Linked DNA regions of Mus musculus: region 1 is linked to region 2. The links are chromatin contacts, called in public promoter capture Hi-C maps. All regions are on one chromosome and are shown on one strand. Each heading gives the region's core, a stretch centred on a gene start, on an enhancer-like site or on the middle of the called end of the contact. The rest is flanking DNA. Distances are from core to core; before and after follow the strand shown. Region 1 overlaps Rgs3 (regulator of G-protein signaling 3). Region 2 holds the start of Fkbp15 (FK506 binding protein 15).

Region 1 (2,700 bases), core at 131-2,630, 300 kb after region 2:
AGAGGATGAAATATGACCCGGTGGCCTCCGCTCTTCAGTCCATCCCAGCTGTTCAAGAGGAGGAGGAGCTCTCAGCGTGGCCTCTGAGAGTCATAATCACGGGAACCACGCCGGCCCCCTCCCTGCCACATAAATCACGCTAAGAAGCACACAACGACTTCTTTCCTGATGGGCTAATTGTCTTGGGTGGTGTCTCCGGCCCCAGGAGCGGGGAGGTCGGGAGCACAGCCACTTTATTGTTGAAAGGCCATCTGTGAGATTTGAATACAAAGTGCCTCTTTGAGTCTCCTACCCGTTCTGGGATCCCATTTCTGTGTCTCCCACTCTGAGTCCTTTGAAGCTCATCTCTCATAGAAGCCCTCATTGCCTGAGTCCTTTGGCCCTTTGGGAGCTGGAATTATACAGACCTTCTGAGAATGGTGATTCTTATTTGTACATGTCTTATTATTATTACTATTATAATAATAATTATTATTATTAATTTCCCCTCCGACTCCTGTCATCAAGACCCTTACTAATCACAGTCAACTCCAAGGCACCAAGAAGGTTCTCCACAGTACAGGCACGGGCAGCTTTGCCACGTGGATGCATTCCTTCAGTGAGAACCCTGCAGGGAGCATGCGCTTTGGAGAGGGCAGGGGGGTCCCGCCGAGCTTAGACTCCCCTAAACAGACACATCTTACGAACAAAACAGTAAAGGCTTCTGAAGCATTAGGTGACTGAACCTGTGGTGGCTCAGCTGGTGAGAGACCCAGTCCTTTGTCCTGTGTGGATGCAAAGGTGTTTTGAGGGACAGAAGGAAGAAAAGTCACCCATGAGCCTCCAGGAGAGGCAGGAGACAATGATGGCTGTCTCAGACATCTTGGTCTCTTCCACGGAGGAAGCATGCTTTGGAGACAGATTAAGTGAGGAGCGATAGTTTTCCTAAGTGGTGGCCCAGGTTGAAAACAAACAAGCAAACAAACAAAACCAGAAAAACCTATTTCCACAGGATTTGACAAAAGTCTGCCGTGAAAGGCAGAGATGCTCTCCGGCGGCGGCAAGCTCCCTGGAGGACCTTCCCCTTCTCAGTCTGGCTTTCAGCAGGATCATTGGTCACCGTCATGGGGGCACCCTGGCAGTAAAGGAATGATGACAGAGGCAGGGAAGAGTAGCTTAGGCTCGGGCCTGCTAGTCTGAGCATAGGTACAGAATATAGAGACTTAACCCAAATGCAGTGAAGAGGGCTCCCCTCTGCCAGGATCTGAGCCTGGGTTTTGCTAATCCACTGGGTTTAGACCAACAGATCTAAGTAACTGGGAACCGAAGGGATCAGATTTCAGCCCCCCTCCTCCCACTCCCTCTCCGCAGAGCATTCTTTTCCCCAGCTCCACTGCTTTTCTGGCTGCCTCCAGACCTCCTGCCCTCCCTCCCTCCACTGCTGGCCAGGCTGAGGGCAGACTGCTTTATGTTAGGACTCGGCCATCTTTCTTCTCTTTTTTTTAACTCTTAAGGAACAGAGAACAACCTGCCTCTGTGCTCTGTCTTACTTTCCTTTTGCTCCAAGCTAGTCTCTAGAAAGGCTGCCACTCCCCAGCCATTGAGTGTTGGATGATCTGCCAGACACTCCTGTGTGAGCCAGGCATGGCTTCTAACTCCTGCCCTTCGCTTTCTCTTTGACCTTCACTAGAGCCTGATGTGGTATGGTATCCCCTTAAGAATAGACTCCTGCTCTACCTAGTTTGTAGGTACTGGATCTTCAAAAGGTTAAACTTGCTGAGATCACACAGCTAATGTCTGCACACATTAGTGGGTCAACTGTTTCCTTGCAACCACAGACCATTCATTCCAGCTGAGAAGGCCTGACAGGGCTGGGTCATCAGTGCCTTGTTGAAGGGCTCTCCCGAGGTCACAGCTTGACTCTCCATGCTCTTCTGGCTCCATGGGTGGGAGTGTCCCTCCCAAAAGTTCTTGTGACTTCCCATGGGCAGGCTGTTCCTTGACACCATTGTTCACTTTCAATGTCCCTGGCGGCTGCAGTCCCTAGGGAGACCAGGGCTTAGCACCTCTTTGACACACCCTTTCTGAGGTGTGCCTCAGAGATGGCTGTCCCCGCCCACACTGTGCTTGCCAGAGGAGTGTGTTCCATGCCTATTAGCATGGTGAACCAGGCAGTAAGGTCTGCCACACCGGAAAGCCTGCAAGCTCCTTAGGGGCAAGCGGAGGCCATACCTTATTTCATGTTGCATGGCTCATAGGAGATGCTCTGTAGCGGTCAGAGGCCTGAATTCAACTGATGGGCGGGTCCCTCCTTCTATTCTATAATAGAGAAGAAGAAACAGGATCACAAAGAGGAAGTGGCTTTTTTTTGCCCAGGGCCATGAGCCCTGGGACCAGAGCTGAGGTTTGGTTCAGAGGTTTTACTCTTGCTTCAGAGGCTATGCAGATACCAGCAGGCCCACACCCGGCTTAATCTATGATGCAATCTGGCCAGGGTTAAACCCTATCTCCACGCTCATGCAGGCATCCTCAGAGGGAAGAAAACCTGATCATAACACCCTGGTTCTCTAAGTCTGAGGGTACCCCTCTCCACACACACACACACACACACACACACACACACACACACACACACACACACCTGCCTCTGAGAAAACCAGGGTAGGGATTCAGAAGCCCTGGTCTTGAGTAGTGACTTATCTAGTACTTGCTGTGTGACCT
Region 2 (2,700 bases), core at 53-2,552:
CTGATACTGAACCTCTGTCCTCAACAAAGATGTTCACAACATGCATACATGCATACATCTCTCTCTCACACACACACACACAATCAAAAGAAAGCCAGTCATCTTATGGTCACTCCTGTATTGACTGCCCAGTATTCTAGGAGACTAATCATTATTGGTAGGATGATGTGTCAGTCATTCTTAAGTAGGTTCATCACTATGCACAAAACTTGTAAAGCAGGCGTTCAAAGAAGGGCTGTGCAAAGATGTGAGCTTTGCAGTTAACAAGTCTGAAGGGAGACATGAGGTCCACTAGGACAACGCAAGGGAAAACACTGAGCTAATTATTAAAGGGGGGGGGTGGGGTGGATCTAGCCTGCCGTTAAAGACTTCTCTCCCAAGATGGCATATATGATGTTTGAAAGCAGAAGAAAACGAATAGTCTTTCCCATTGGCGTTACACCTTAGGGCTTAAAAAGCATAATTTCGCAGGCACTTCGTGAGCAATCAATGTGCACCAGGAGTTACTGTTCTGAGACCTAGACAGAAATGAGCAACCATAAGCAGTTCAGTCAGGGCTTAGATTTCAGTAGGTTCCATGTGCTAAGGCTTGTGGAAATATGGAAGATGAAGCAGACTATTCCTCCCGGGACTGTGAAAGCAAAGAATCACCAAAAAGGTAACCTCTGAAGTAGGCTTTGAAGGATGCCAGAGATGGCCCACCAGGTCCTGGTTCAAAGTGTCACCATCCTGTTCTCGGGGAAGAGAAAGTCTCTTGAGTTTACAGCTCGTATATTTATTATAGGAGCTGACTCCTATATAAACTCCGAGGCAAGCAGTCTCCCCAGCAATCCTCTCCATTTCACTGGAGAAAGTGTGATTCACAAAGCAAAAGGGTGTCAAGGGAGGTTCCAGTTCCTGAACCCAGACGGGCCGAGGTGACACCGCTACTCAGAATGCGAAGGCTGAGCGGTGGAACGCGCCGAGGGTCTGTCTAGACCCGGAAGTTGGGAAGCGGCCTGAGAAGAGCCCGACCCCTGCAGCCACCGCGCCAGTCTCTCAGCCCAGCGCTCGGGTCCCGTTCCTCAATCACTCACCCGCCGCTTGGCGAGAGGAAGTCGGTGTCATCCTCGTCTCCGGCACCGAACATCACGTCGGCTTTCGCCCAGCTGAAGGGAGGAGGAAGTTGGATGTTCCCAGGGCCTGTCACCGCCGGTAACGTAAAACGCCGTGGCGGCGAGCTGCTTTCCGGCAGGACAAACTCTCTCAGGGTAGTGAGGCCCAGAGGAGACCCAGCGGTGGAGGAGGTGGAGCAAAGGCAAATGAGGAGGTGAGCTCCCAGTGACGCAAGGCCTCACCAGCCCTCCGAGGAGGTGGAGTTCCTAGGTTCTGAGCGGTGATTGGTGGGATCACCCAGGGGGCGGGTCCAGGGCGGGAATCCGCGGCCTTTACTGCGGTCGTGGGACACGTCGAGCCGGGCAGTAGTGGCGGGGGCTTGGTAGAAGTCCGTACCGGACTAGGGGATCCAGTTCTGAGAGGAAGACTAAGGCGGCGGGGCTTACCCTGTGAAGGTAAGGTCACTCCCCTCCTTTTCCCAAACCCGGCGTGTTCGCTGTCCTTTTCCCTCCCGAACCCTGGACCCCCCGCAGCTCCCTTAAGCTGGGCGGAAGGAGAAAGAGCCCCGGACTAGAAGTCATGGGATCTGAGCCGAACAGTGGCAGGGATCTTACAGCGACATTGCTGTTATGACCTTAGGGCAGGGTGCTCGGTGCCTCAGTTTCCCCATCTACGCAAAGGACCGCGTGTCCAGTGTCTCCATATGCGCTTTTTCAAGGTTTTAAATCTCTGAAATCATCGAGTCTGATCCGGGTCTCTTCGTAATAAACTGATCTGCAGGCAAGAAGACAGAAGAACTAGCCACTTGGGTGACTAGTCCGAGGTCACACAGAGTGAAGAGCAGACCTGGTCCTTTGTATCAGGGTTTAGAGAGCTGATGAGTGAGGAAGCCTGGCCCTTAACTAGACTGTGTGGCATAGGACTTGGGAAAGGACCCTGTTTCTAAAGTCCAGATAAGAGAGGTCCAGAAGAGCTGGGATATTCGGGAGGGTGGATGATGGACGAGACTTTGAAGGTAGAAAGTCCTCAATCCAGTTTTGCTGAGCTGAGTTTTGTTGCCAAGGTTTTAAGTCAACATTGGTTGTCGCTGACTTTTCTGCCTCCAGTTTTCGCCCACTCTGTTGCATGTCTTTCTTCTATATTTCTTTGGTTAGCCTGTTTTGTTTTTGTTTTTGGGTTTTTTTTTTTTTTTTTTTGAACGATCTTGCTTAGCCACGCTGTGGCTAAGCAGATAGTGTGTCCCAGTGTCCATTTCCACAGTTCTCATTGGAGTTCTTTCTGGTTTTCTTCCCAGTCAGGTTGATCCTGTAAGTGTCCCTTTCCGGAATGTTTTAGTCTCTTCTGATGATACTAAAGAGATTGGAAGCTCTCTCCCAGAGAACTTTGTACCTCTTGGCACTTCCCCTGTGGGGCTTTTTATTACAGTTTTTGAACTACTAACTTGTAAGTCTTCTTGCCCACAGTGGATTCTCATTAATTTTTTATTAGATTGAATAATATAACTTAGCTTTGTTCCCTTGTTCCTTAATTTACTCTCGGTTTTTTTTTTCCCCCGTGCGACCCAAAGAGCCAAGCAGTGGCTCTTGTCTTTTATAGGTAGCTTCC

Evidence for each region. Promoter capture Hi-C pulls out the DNA fragments that hold promoters and counts their contacts.
Region 1: a contact with region 2 is called in a promoter capture Hi-C map of neural stem cells. The contact joins the enhancer-like site here to the promoter of Fkbp15 in region 2. A contact is called at or near these places in 2 of 39 promoter capture datasets (the C10 cell line and neural stem cells), 1 of 484 Hi-C or Micro-C datasets (granulocyte-monocyte progenitors), 1 of 115 datasets of contacts at active chromatin or transcription factors (bone marrow-derived macrophages) and 2 of 9 other capture datasets (adipose tissue and liver).

Annotation. Positions count from the first base shown.
Region 1 is chr4:62,659,356-62,662,055 of GRCm38.p6, forward strand. The region is part of intron 10 of Rgs3 (regulator of G-protein signaling 3); the gene reads left to right. Gm52741 (a long non-coding RNA gene) reads right to left here. Exons shown (of 3, transcript XR_003955422.1): 2 at 2,212-2,298; 3 at 490-2,022. Among named protein-coding and RNA genes, the nearest start is that of Gm52741, 9.2 kb to the right of the region's middle. Within about 2 kb of position 1,381, at least 129 of the 459 cell types and tissues checked have an H3K27ac peak or open chromatin away from gene starts, as enhancers often do. A contact at or near this core is called in neural stem cells, where this site is marked.
Region 2 is chr4:62,359,294-62,361,993 of GRCm38.p6, forward strand. It overlaps Fkbp15 (FK506 binding protein 15), which reads right to left and starts at 1,303. Exons shown (of 28, transcript NM_001045528.2): 1 at 1,077-1,303. The coding sequence starts at 1,129. Slc31a1 (solute carrier family 31, member 1) reads left to right here and starts at 1,408. Exons shown (of 5, transcript NM_175090.4): 1 at 1,408-1,550.